2 separate regions of the Neogale vison genome follow, and region 1 is linked to region 2. A link is a contact called in public Hi-C data. All regions are on one chromosome and are shown on one strand. The core of a region is the stretch at or near the end of the contact, and the rest is flanking DNA. Distances in the headings are between cores, read along the strand shown. Region 1 holds the start of BHLHE41 (class E basic helix-loop-helix protein 41). Region 2 has its middle 60 kb from the start of SSPN.

Region 1 (6,402 bases), core at 999-3,498, 140 kb after region 2:
TTCACTAGTCTTCATTGCCTTTTCCTCCTCTTCTGAACTGTTTTAGAGTCCGCGCCAGAATCAGGCCCCATAACTGGCCCTAGTCTGTCTGCCTTGTGTCTTGTCTGCTCTACCGACAAGGCCAAGATGAAGTGATCCAGACCTTATTTTCACTAAATATTCTATCTAGCCTTTTCTTACTTCGAAATTCACAAACCTATAAAGGGAGGTTTCACCTTAAAGGTATCCTCCTCCCCTCCCCTCTTTTTGGGTCAATTTAGAACAAGCGGACAGTACTGCAGGCACATGCCGCTAGGAGGGCATCAAATTGCCCTCCCCACTAAAGAGAATTAACCACCCAATGACTTGGAAACAAAAAAGAGGTTGAATCGAGGTTAAAATAAAACCAGTATTTAAAAATCACTTCTTCTAAGTATTATCCTTATTAAACTGCCTGTTTGTTGCAAACTCCGTCCCCATATTTGAGGAAGTCGAGAGACCTTCAAGGGCCCTCTCCCGAGACGAAGTGGACGGACCGCGAGCGTCTCCTCTTGCCCGGGTGAGCTTGGGCCGCCGCCGCCGCCGCCGCAGCGGGAGTCACGAAGCCAGACGCGGCGCGTCTCCGCCCAGGACTCGGGAGACTGCAGCAGCGCGCGCCGCCACCACCGCCGGGCGGCTCCTGGAGGCTAGGAGGAGACGCGACTCCCGCAGACACGTGACCTCCTCCCAGCCACCGCTTCCCGCGACCCAGATCCGTCCCCGGAACCCGTGCTTTGCGGGGAGGACCAGTTGGGGAGGGGGCGGTACGGGGGGGGGTATGCGTAGTGACGGTCCCAGCCCCCGCTGCGCCCCTGTGCGCGTTTATTCGGCGTACTTCTCCCCTTGGTTCTTGAGCCGCTGGCAATCATGAAGGTTTCGGGGATAACCCAGGAGAATGTGAACCTTACTCTTGCTGCAGGATGGAAAGAACTGCGATTTTTCTATCTACTTATATAAGAGAAATCAACATATATTCTCTCCTTTCCGCCCCCAGCAGAGCCGAGTAGCGGCAGCAGCGGGGCGGGAGCCCGGGGAGTCCCGCAGGACGAGCTTTCCCCCGGCCCCCCAAGCCCCTAATCGCCCGCTGCGCCGGGCGGCGTGGGCAGTGCGCATCTCCCGGCACCTCTTGTAACTCTCGCTAGCAGTGAGTCATGCTCCCGGGATGGCTCTGGGGAGAGGTAACCCGGCTCGTGCTGGCTTGTGCTTCCCCGCGCCGGGCGCCGCGGCCACAGGGCGAGCGAGCGCGCGCGCGCGCACGGGTTCCCCGCGCAGTGATGTGGCAGCAGCGGCAGGTCGGATCACGTTGCTGGCCCTGTGCTGGTACCCGTTGGAGACAGGATTAAGGAGGGAGGCTTTGGAGGTGCCGGCGGTAGTAAACGTGGGCTCTGCACACTCCGGCGTCGCTTATCACACGGCGGGAGGGGGTACTGGTGGGGGTGGGAGACCACGCAGCACCACCCGAGGCGATGAGGGGCGACGGAGTTTAGCCGGCGAGTGATAATGCTGCATTGCTTTTCCGCGGTAGCCCCTCTTGTTCCCCCCCACCTCCCCCCTCCCTCCCGCCGCGTTCCTCTGGGAGCACCAAAGGCCCCAAACGTCGTCATCTGCTTCTGTGATTAGTGGCACCGCAATTCCGGCTGCTGCGGGAAGTTTGGGTGGCCCAGGGACACCGTGTCGCCGAAAGACACTTGGATTGCGACGTTCTGACTCAGTGACTACATTTTCATTTATTTTAAATCTTTCAGGGAACGGATTTCAAGTTGCCCCGTTAGGGGGCAACCTCCAACCAGGGCCAAGGGGTCCCCCCAGGCCACTGAGCGGTGAGCAAACAAGTCTCCAAATTTTCTTTTGGGACTGAAGTTTACCCACCGTGAATTCTCTTTCCTTTATCTGGTCCAAACCACCAGTGCAGTCGGTGGCGAAGCAAAAAGCCACGTTCACGTTCCTGCACCGTAATGACGGACGAACTGAGGGAGTAGCATTTCCGAGCCGAGGAAGCCCTGGCTGCCCCGCACCCCCCGGCGCCTCCACCCCCTCCCCCAGCTGACTGCAACGCCTTTGGGAAGATGAATAGCTTGGCCGAAGTTGTTTTTCCTTTCCGGTGGCCCTGATCAGGTGTCCCCGCCCCCTCCTGCCTCTCGCCTTCCCTCGTAGCCTGCTCCCGACACCCACTCCTGGCCCGGCCCCTCCTCCCCCGCCCCCCTCCGGGCTGGACCGCGGATGGTACGTTCCGCACGTGAGCTGGGTGCTGGTCTGGCCGGCGACGCGCGTGCCCTGTGGCCAAACACTGCCCGGAGTGAGAGCAAACTACCAGCGCAGTGGGGACGGCGCGAGTGTGCGTGCGTGTGTGTGCGTGTGTGCGAGAGAGCGAGCGCGGTGGGAGGGGGGGAACCAACTGCTTCACACTTTCAACACTGCACTGAAGAAGGGAGAGAGAGAGACTGGAGACGCACAGATCCCCCCAAGATCTCCCAAAGCTATCGTCCCACAGATTATAGAACAGAACCCCAAAAATCGAAACAGAGGAAGCGGACAGCGGTTGAACATGGACGAAGGAATTCCTCATTTGCAAGAGAGACAGTTACTGGAACATAGAGATTTTATAGGGTAAGGTGCACGCACCCTTGCGTATATCTGTCTAGGCTTCAGTTTGATTTTTTTTTTTTCTTCTCCAGAAAGTGGTATGGATCGGGCAAGGACAGTGCCCCTCCCCGAATGGGTGCCTGATGCTGATTTCTGTTTTGCAGACTGGACTATTCCTCTTTGTATATGTGTAAGCCCAAAAGAAGCATGAAGCGAGACGATAGCAAGGTAAGTGTAAGTTTCCGATGTTCCCCATAACCTGCCTGGATAGTTAATTAGGGCCATTGATTTCACAGCGAAGCTCTGCCCGCAAATATATTCCAGCCCTTGAGGTTCCCCAACTGTGAATTTTAAGTGGTTTGCTGGATACTCTCAGGGGGAGATTAAACATCACACCTGAATTCAAATTGCATTTCGGAACAGTCCAGAGCAAAGGGTTTCTTGGGCATAGTTTATCACATAATATGGGGGGGTGTTGGGGGGGCTTATTGTCTTATCCAATAAATGTGTAGCTTATTGTTGTCTTTCTTCCATGATTGTCGTATATTAAGGATACCTACAAATTACCGCACAGATTAATAGAAAAGAAAAGAAGAGATCGAATTAATGAATGCATTGCTCAGCTGAAAGATTTACTGCCTGAACATCTGAAGTTGACAGTAAGATGCACATTTTCATTCTTTGCTGCTCTCCAAGGGTGTGTTAATAGCTTGGTACTACTCCCAGAGATATAAGAATAAATGTAAATAGCATAAGCCTTACTACTTGTGCTGTAGTGTAGAGTTTCCCACAAACTCAAGAGTAGGTGCTCACAACTGAAGGCAAGAAGTATGTATAACCCGTCTTCTGGAAAGCTCAAGAAGTATAGGAATAGTTACTTCTTTCCGAGTCTTTGCTTAAGTTGCTGTGCTGAGTGGAGAGCCAATCAAGCCAAATATGTGTTTTTAGTAACCAAGTGCCCCCTTCTCTTTTGCACCATTGCAGACTCTGGGGCATCTGGAGAAAGCGGTAGTCTTGGAATTAACTTTAAAACACTTAAAAGCTTTAACAGCCTTAACCGAACAGCAGCATCAGAAGATAATTGCTTTACAGAATGGTAAGTCAGTTCAAGGAGGCCAGCTCCCCCTGATGAACCCAGGCAGCCCACAGAGGGGCAGTGTTTAGGACTCTCCCCACCCCCTCCTTCCTCGGGCCCACGGGCTCACTCTCATTTGTTAAATTGCTTATACTTTCCCTTCGTTGGAAAGTGCCCATTTCCCGAAGCATCCTGGAGGCTTTCAGCCGAACTCAGAGGAATCAGATTTTTATTTAAAGTGGCGGTTGCGCTCTCCACTTTGGCTTTTCAGTTGGGAGTAGAGCGCCCCCCTGCTTCCCACCCCCGCCACCCCACCCCACCCCCCACCCCGCCCCTCGGCAACCGGTGGATTATATCACCCGAATACAGAGGAAAAACCGAGATCCCTTTAGTCAATGTAGGGCCCACGTGATAAGCAGATGTTTTAACGTCGGTATTTTTCTTGTTGCCTCCATTCCTCTGCCCCACCCCCACCCCCTTCCTCGTCCTAGGGGAGCGATCTCTGAAATCGCCCATTCAGTCCGACTTGGATGCGTTCCACTCGGGATTTCAAACATGCGCCAAAGAAGTCTTGCAATACCTCTCCCGGTTTGAGAGCTGGACGCCTAGGGAGCAGCGGTGTGTCCAGCTGATCAACCACTTGCACGCCGTGGCCACCCAGTTCTTGCCCACCCCCCAGCTGTTGACTCAACAGGTTCCTCTGAGCAAAGGCTCCGGCGCGCCCTCGGTCGCCGCCCCCGCAGGGTCCGCGGCCGCCCCCTGCCTGGAGCGCGGGGGGCAGAAGCTTGAGCCCCTCGCCCACTGCGTGCCGGTCATCCAGCGGACTCAGCCTAGCGCCGAGCTCGCCGCCGAGAACGACACGGACACCGACAGCGGCTACGGCGGCGAGGCCGAGGCGAGGCCGGACCGCGAGAAGGGCAAGGGCTCCGGGGCGGGCCGCGTCACCATCAAGCAGGAGCCCCCCGGAGAGGACTCGCCGGCGCCCAAGAGGATGAAGCTGGATTCTCGCGTTGGCGGCGGCGGCGGCGGCGGCCTGGGGGGCGGCGCGGCGGCAGCGGCGGCCGCGCTCCTGGGGCCCGACCCGGCCGCCGCCGCAGCACTGCTGAGACCCGACGCCGCCCTGCTCAGCTCGCTGGTGGCGTTCGGCGGAGGCGGGGGCGCGCCCTTCGCGCAGCCCGCCGCCGCCGCGGCCGCCGCGGCCCCCTTCTGCCTGCCCTTCTACTTCCTCTCGCCTTCTGCGGCGGCCGCCTACGTGCAGCCCTTCCTGGACAAGAGTGGCCTGGAGAAGTACCTGTACCCGGCGGCCGCCGCCGCCCCGTTCCCACTGCTGTACCCCGGCATCCCCGCGCCCGCGGCCGCCGCCGCCGCAGCCGCCGCCGCAGCCGCCGCCGCCGCCTTCCCCTGCCTGTCGTCGGTGTTGTCGCCCCCTCCGGAGAAAGCCGGCGCCGCCGCCGCGACCCTCTTACCGCACGAGGTGGCGCCCCCTGGGGCGCTGCACCCCCCGCACTCGCATGGCCGCACCCACCTGTCCTTCGCCGGCGCCCGCGAGCCCGGGAACCCGGAGAGCTCCGCTCAGGAAGATCCCTCGCAGCCAGGAAAGGAAACCCACTGAATCCTCGCCCCCTTTCTTAGACAGGACGAGGGTTGTCGCGGAATAATAATATTAATAAGTAAAACACCCTTAACGTTTTTAAGGGAGGAAGTGTAATAGATGCACGACGGGCTTTTAAAACAACAACACAGGTGTTTTGTGTACATTCGGAGTTCCTGTTTTGCTCACCCCTCACCACCCCACCCTCCGCACACTAACGGCCCTTTCTTCCCTCACCAGCTATAAAAGAACCTCTGCAATATTGATACTTTCTTTAAAGAATTCGCCCAAATCAGTTTTGCCTTTCTTTAGGCCATGTTCCATTATATTTTTAAAATGCAGAACCTATTTCCGGAGGGAGAAGGGTCTGCTCCGTGGGGGAGCTGACGGAACCAGGGTAGGGGAACTGGGGCCCAGGAGTTGACCTCCAAAAGCCAGTGGGTAGTTCCTATCAGCCCGCACGCATAACTCTCCCACCTGCTTCAGGAGGCGTTCCACGGGCAGAAAGAGGATCTTTCAGAATTGAATTTACTCTTCAGTATTTTATAATGTTCAGCTTTTTAAAAGGCATATATTTTTCAAAGAGGAAGAAGTGAGGATCCAGTCACTTACGTTGCAACCTCTTCTGAAGTGGTTTGAATGGTATCCCTTAGTAACTTGCTCTTGTTTAAAGAGACTCAGAGTTGGGCTGTTGGCAGAACTGAGTCAGGGAAGGAGATGGATGAGGAAGGCCAGAATCATTCCTGGTACATTTACTAGCACTTTATGGAGAAATTAACCGTGAATTAATTGACGTGTCTTAATTTCATTATTTCATATATATATACATATACATATATGTATATATATATATATATAGTGCATCTATTCCCACCTTGTCATTATTTAATTCACCATGTTTTAAGTTGTTATAATCTTGCTGTAAAAAAAAAAAAAAAAGGAATGTGCACTGAACTTAAAAACAAATCCAAAATGATTTCTCCTATTTTCTGTTAAATAGCAAAAGTGGAGGAAAGCATTAAACTGGTCAGTTTTGATTGGAAATGCTGTAAAGATGTGGAATGAAGCCTTGGGAGGCCTTCCTATCTCCAAGTCTATGTATTTTCTGGAGACCAAACCAGATACCAGATAATCA
Region 2 (7,026 bases), core at 533-3,032:
CTAGGCAATATCCCCGACATCACTGAGACATTAGATACTGAGGAGACTGGCCTAAGGAGCTTAGGAAGGCCAGTAAATTTGGGGCATTTGGGTAAGAAACGGAGATGGAATGATGTCATTGAGTTATCTAAATGTGATACACCGCCATGAATGGGGAATTTCCTTGACGTTCTCAGCCTTCTCAGTCAGAGACATGATATTATAGGTTGAATTATGTCCCCCTCCAAAATTTGTGTATTGCAGTCCTAGCCTCTAGTATCACAGAACGTGACTATGCTTGGTGAGAGAGTCTTTAAAGAGAGTTCTTGCAAGAACGGATGATTAGGACACAGACACAGGCAGAAGGAAGACCAAGTGAGACACAGGGAAAAGACAGAGATCTGTAGGCCAAGGAGAGAGGCCTCAGAAGAAACTAACACCGTTGACACCCTGATCTTGGACTTCCAGCCTACAGACCTGGGAGACATACATTTCTGTTGTTTAAGCCGTCCAGCCTGTGGCAGTTCGTTGTGGTAGCCCTAGCAGACTGCCACATGGTGACCCTGCAAACCCCCTAAAGGTGGAGACTTTGACTTTTCTGAGCAGCTCAAAGCCTGACCTTTCCTACATAGTTCCCAGAAGACAAGCTAGGACGTGCAGAGAAAGAAGTCTCCCTTTCCCCATTATAGCCCTTGAGTGTGAATGGAGCTATGGAAACCAGCTTCCTGGGATCTTTGAGAAAAATACCAAGGCTCATAGCCCTGATGAGGAGAAGCAAAAGAGTCTTCCAAGGCCCTGCTAAGTAAATATAGTTACGTGGGCTTTCTAGGTCAAGACATTTTAACCGGCACTGTCTGAACAGACTGTGCTCAACCTACAGGGCATTTCCCCTGAGCTCCAGTTTACAACCCCATTTACCTGGAGCCTGGCCAAGCCTCCGGAAGCCCCTGTGATCAGTTAAGAAACTGCCAAAGGAGGGGTTTATCCATATACCTCGAGTATATCAAGGGAAACTAATTTGAGGTTTTGACTGAGAAGATCTCAGTGGACCCTTGAGGAAGGAAACCTGCCTCAGACACAAGACTAGATAGTTGGCTGTTAGCTTTGGTAGAGCTTGGCTTCATGTTCTGTGTCCTGAGTGAGGCAAGTACGGACACCGGCATCGGCAGGGTAATACCCCTAAAGGAATCAGGACTGCATTGTACCACCCCCACTCCCACTGTATTAATTGCTTCCATTTTATCTTTTCTAACCTTCCAGAGATCTGACATTTTAGCTGAACCATCTAGTTTTGCCTTCTTTCTTCCTTCCTTTCTTTTGTAAAAGTCTATTTTAATTAAATGTTCTTTGGTTCCTGGCAAAGCTAACCTCAACTGTTAACGTTCCTGGTGTGGGCAGGCAAGTTGGAGTTTGAGCTGTCCTTTAAACTTGCAGCAGTTCCTTGTCCCTTCTAGAACACCCACATGAAGAAGAGGACAATAGGGCACTGTGAGCCAGTGACTCAGGACAGGTCCTTGGAGCTACTTGTCCTCGTGCTACTCGCAAGGCGGTCAGGCATGGGTGGGGTCTGACAGAAGCTTTGTCTCACCTGAGACAAAATCTAGAGTGGCCTCAAGAAGAACACAGAGCAGGAAGAACATCTTAGCATGTGCTGCCGTTCAGAGATGAAGTGTATTTTAGAGAAAAAAATTAAACCCTAAACCCATAGGTAACCACTAAATCCTAACATACATGCCTCATAAACTTGGAACTTCCAGCACAGCCCTGAGAATGCCGCTCTCTCCCACGCGCTGACGGCAAGCCTGGCCCTCTGCCAGGGAGTTCAGTTGCAAAGCTGGAAACTCCCTGACTTAAAACAATGTCTGGGTGTTTTCTGCTTCATAGGACTTCTTAAGGAGAGTAAAATTTTAATAAATTTGTTGTTTAAATTGACTTCTGTTTTCTGTGCCTCTGTGTTTCACCTGCCTTCATTGTCATGCCTGCTGTGAACAGGCCAGCCGTAGACGGCGGGAGTATAAAGAACCCGCCGAACCAAATGAAAGGATGGTCACTGAGGAGCAGTGTGCATGGGTACTGTTGAGGACAAGACCCTCTCCAAAAAAATAGGATAGAGTCCCTGCTTGGCAGGAGTTCATAGGTCAAGGAGTCTGGATAGAAGATTAATCATCCCACTAGCTACATATTTCTAGAACTCATCTCCTTTTATTCTTCACCTTCTTCTCTCCTTTCACCCTCTCTCCCCTTCATCCATTCTTTACCCTCTTCCTCCTCCTTGACCGGCCGCAGGTAAGAGCCTGTCACTAATCTTTTATTGCTTCCAAGGTCAAGGACAAAAGGAAGTGAGTCGGAGTTGTCTTTGAAGTAATCATCCCTACCCAACCCAATTACTCTTTTTCAAAGCTTTTGGGCGTGAAATCTGAACAAGGAAAAGAAGTGGACGGAGGAACACGTCATGAAATAGTATTTGCTGTCGGGGAAGCACGTCGTGAATGCACAAGCTGTAAATCACAGAATTTAGAGATGAAAGAGGGATATGGGCACTTGTCAATTGACTCTCTTACCTTTAAGATAAGGAACAGAAGACCCAGGAAGGTTGGAGACATGTTTAAGGAGAGAGGGTAAACACCAACGGGTCTAAGACTTGTGTTTTTCTATTTCTAAGTCAGTTCTCTTTCCCTAGGCAAATTTCCTCTGCCAAACAAACATAGGTGATTGGGGAGGCCATCCAAGGGCCTAATACCACCCCATCTTTGCCCTTACCCTCACCTGCAAGCTCTTTCTCCACACCCATCCCATTCGATGACACTGCCCAGTGCCCAGATGACACTTTACGCTGTTATCTGTCAGTCATGTCTCCATGTGAATGAGTCATGGGAGGATGGTGGGATGAGGCATCAGGTCAGGAGCCGTGAACACTGACCTGCCTCCACTGCTTGGGTGGCCTCGAACAATGCATTTATCAGGATGATCTAGACCAAAGTTGTCCAACAGAATTAGAATGTGAGCCAGTTGTATAATTTTGAATTTTCTAGTGGTCATATTATAAAGGTGACGTGAAACCGGTGGGATTCATTTTAATGATATATTTCATTGAAACGAGACTAACATATTATCATTTCAACCCATCATCAATAAAAAACTGTATTAGTGAGATACTTTACATGCTTTTTTTTTTTTTTAATACCAAGTCTTTGGAATTTTGTGCGTGTTTTGTCCTTACAGCCCACTTTAGTTCAGACTAGCTATTTCAAATACTCCCTGGCCACCTGGGACCAGCAGTTACCATATTGGACAGGGCAGATTTAGACCCGTTTTGTCATCTACAAAATGAAAGGATAAGATTATCAAGCTGACTTTGCTTAGAGAGCTAGGATTTCTTAAGAGGTGCTTCAAGGAGAGTGTGTGTATCTGTGTGTGTGTGTGTTATAGATTTGGGAGGGGTACATAGATTTGACCAGCTTTGGATCATCTACTTTCTACTTCATGCCAAATGCTTCCAGAGATAACTGGAAGGATTTAAATATTGGACTTTGGTGTGAGATTTTGACAGGAGAAGAAGTCTCCCTGGCTAAATAAAGACATGGAAAACCCTTGCACAGCATAACCTGTGAGTTGCACCAAGAGCCCTGGCCCAGCTTCTGGAGATCTGGAACGAAGCGTAAGCAGTCGTCGGCCAAGAAAGAGAAGGGCAAGGTGACAAGCATGGGAGTGGCCCCCATGCCGCAGCTGGTTGCACAAGACATATGGCCCCATGGCTGCCGCCTGTAAATCAAGAACAGACTTGACTCCTTTCCACCTGGTTAAGTTAATGGTTAACAATCCCAGTTATCAGCTGGGACTTTGTCTGGTGGGGCTGCTCAGGAGCCCTAATCTTTTCCATCCACCAGTGTGTCTGGAATCTGGGCTGATTGATACACAGCGGTCACAGAAGGACAGGATTTTGGCAGAACACAGAACTCTGGCTCTCTGTCTCCCTAAGCACTTGGGGAGTGTGTGTGTGTGACCCCCACAATTCTTCCTGCTCTCCTCATTTTCAACTGTAACATAGAAGAAGATACACACCAACAGCAAAACAGTTGCAGGAGTCGAGTAGCTATATCAGCAAAGGATGCAGTGTTGGAGGGTATCATTAAATCCAGCTTCCAGCCTGATACCCAGCACACCCACTCACTGCCCAGGCCCAAGCCAGGATGAGAAGGAACTCATGGTGGCAGTGCTCTGAAACCCACCTGCTTAGGAAATTCTCACATTTTTGTTAGGTTGACTTCATTAGGCCCACAGAGTTCAGTCTCTGTTCAGTGGCATTCAGGTCTTTGGGTTGAGAATGAACAGAAATCCTGAGAGAGAGCTCTGGATGTTTCTTCAGGTACAAGGGAGGATCCTGTCTAAGTGTCTAGCAACATACATATCATAATGAATCTTTCGATGAGCCAGACGCTGTGCTGCACATTTACTGTGATACGTTACTTCATTTAATTTTACAACAACCTTTGTTCATGCCCCATATTTATAGAAAAATAAATTGTCCTAGTGAGGATCAGATACTTACCCAGGATCACAAAGTTGAGGTGTGATAGAACTAGGATTCTAACTCGAGCTTAAGGGTCTATGTACCTTACAGATAGCATTCTCTTGCCACCCTATGGGTGGTCCAATGCATTTTTTGAAAAAAAAAAAAAATTCTATAGAAATTCATTGGCCTTAATAGTAGAAGAGAGAACAAGTGAGTATGTTCCTGTTCAGTAGATATTAATTTGAAAAGGGATATTCATTAAACAACACATAATTAGATTTGATAGACACAGAGAAGGTCCCCATAATTGTAACACTTATTGGCCTAGAACAACTCCTTATCTCCTATAGGAAGCCTCTTTCCCCCTTTCTAAGAAAGGGTGTCTCTCCTCACCCTACCTCCTTGATTCTTGCCAAGGGCCTGGACTTATGTCTTATTTCTATAGGGAAAAAATTGGACAAGTGCTTTGATGAATTATTTTTCTAATGTGAATCTAATGATATTAAGTCTTGCAAAACTTTTCAAAGGAATTACACGCATTTTTCATTTAACAATGTACTTTTATTGAAAAAAATGAAGTGAAATTTAGATTTCCCATGAAAAATAGAATATAAGCATCATGACTTGAGAAATCTCACTCTCCACCAACTGACAACTCAGACATCTTCTGATACAAATGCATTATTATCCAAGAAAAGCAGCTGAAGAGCACTGGGGTTTCTAAGTATTTGCCCTTAAAAAAATGTATATATTTATTTATTTTAGAAAGAGAGAGAGCATGAGAGGGAGGGGCGGAAGGAGAGAGAATCTCAAGCAGACTCCGCACTGAGTGTGGAGACCCACGCAGGCCTGCGGCTTGATCTCAGGACCCTGAGATCAGGACCTGAGCGGAAACCAAGAGTTGAGTGCTCAGAGGACTGTACCAGCCAGGTCCCTCAGTGTTTGCATTTTAATTGGGGCCTCCTGAAGACCAAACTTTTCTAAACCCAAATAAAGAAATTGTGATGATAGAAGGACCTATGGGTGGGCTGTTATGGATAATAGACCTCATTTCCCTCAAAATCCTCAAAACTCCTGTACTTCTTCTGAGCTTCTTCTTTGGCACATGACCTTTTCCCCACATCACTGCAAAAAACATAAGCAATCAGAAGAGAACATCCACAAGTGCCGACCACATCCGCCACATAACCGTGTGGATCCCCACAGATCTTGCCTTTTCTCGATTGCTGAGGATGAACTGTCTGTGCTTCTAAGTCCCAGCCCTGTATGTTATCATCCACTCTCAACAGCTCATTAACATCATTTCCTCTTTCCTATAGCACCATTGTTTTTTCCTCTTCTACTGGACTATTTCCCCCAGCATACAAATACGCTGTTATTTCTCCCATATTTAAAACAAAGCAAAATAAATAAAACAAGAGTCCCACTCTTGACCCCATACTCTTCCCTGACTGCTGCCACATTTTCCATGACTCTTTATAGGAAATGGCGTGGTATAGTTCTCTTTATTTACCATCTCTTATTCTCCTCCTCCAGCTTTCTCTTGAACCCATTGCATTCAAACTTTCATTTCTACCACATAAGGAAACAGCTCATTTCAAAGTAACCGATAAATTCTCAGTTCTCTCTTACTTGACCCATCTGCAGTATTTAACCCAGCTGCTTGCTCCCTTCTCCTTCCAATACTTCCTTTACTTGGCTGCCAGGATCCCACGCTCTTTGGTCATTCTTCTGTCTTCTCTGATAGTCTGCCTTTGTGTCCTCATACATAAATGCTGGATGGCTCCCAGCCTGGTCCTTGGTCTTCTTCTCTTCTACATCTACACTCCCTCAGAGATCTCCTCCTATTTCATGGTTTTAAACTATCTTTACACAGATGTCCACTCTCCTTAACTCCAGACTGTATGACCAACCACCTGCTTGACACCACACAGTTGTTTCAGTCCTGTCAACCTTAACCCATCAACTTGAACCTGCTCTTCACCTGTCATTTACAGAAATAGGAACCTTCCCTATTTCTGTAAATGACACCTCCATCCATCCAGCTTCTCAGAGCAAGAACCTTGAAGTCAGGAAGTGAGAACAAAAATAGTAGCTATCTCATAGGGTTATTGCAAAGAGTAAATGAGTCAATATTTGTCAAATTTTGGAACAGTCCCTGGCATTTTAATTAGTATTACATAAACTTTTGTTACATGATCAAAATTAATATTCATCTTTGGTTCCTCTCATTCTCTCACACCTTGTATCTCATCATTGGCTAATCTTGTTGCCTCTTCCTTGCAAAATATGGTCACTTCACATCGCCTCCATTGCTAACCCTGATCTAAACCATCCTTACCTCTTGCCTGGATTATTAGAATAACATCCTAACTGGTCTCCCAGTTTCTGTCTCTGTCCTACTATAATCCATCTTAACATAGCAGCTAAAGTAAGCACTTTACAGCGGAAGTCAGATTGTGTCACTTCTTTGCTCAAGACCCTTCAGAAGCTTCAATTTCACGCAGAGTAAAATCAAAAGGCCTTAAAATGCC

Evidence for each region. A called contact is a pair of places that touch in the nucleus more often than the background predicts.
Region 1: a Hi-C map of fibroblasts shows a contact between it and region 2, with 3 times the contacts expected there. The contact joins the promoter of BHLHE41 here to the enhancer-like site in region 2. A contact is called at or near these places in 2 of 3 Hi-C or Micro-C datasets (fibroblasts and muscle).

What each region holds. Positions count from the first base shown.
Region 1 is chr12:68,775,032-68,781,433 of ASM_NN_V1, forward strand. BHLHE41 (class E basic helix-loop-helix protein 41) reads left to right here and starts at 2,249. Exons shown (of 5, transcript XM_044228115.1): 1 at 2,249-2,625; 2 at 2,766-2,829; 3 at 3,153-3,260; 4 at 3,586-3,697; 5 at 4,168-6,402. The coding sequence starts at 2,564. The coding sequence ends at 5,288.
Region 2 is chr12:68,638,264-68,645,289 of ASM_NN_V1, forward strand. No RefSeq gene overlaps it. Among named protein-coding and RNA genes, the nearest start is that of SSPN, 60 kb to the right of the region's middle. Within about 2 kb of position 1,783, the one cell type or tissue checked has open chromatin away from gene starts, as enhancers often do. A contact at or near this core is called in fibroblasts, where this site is marked.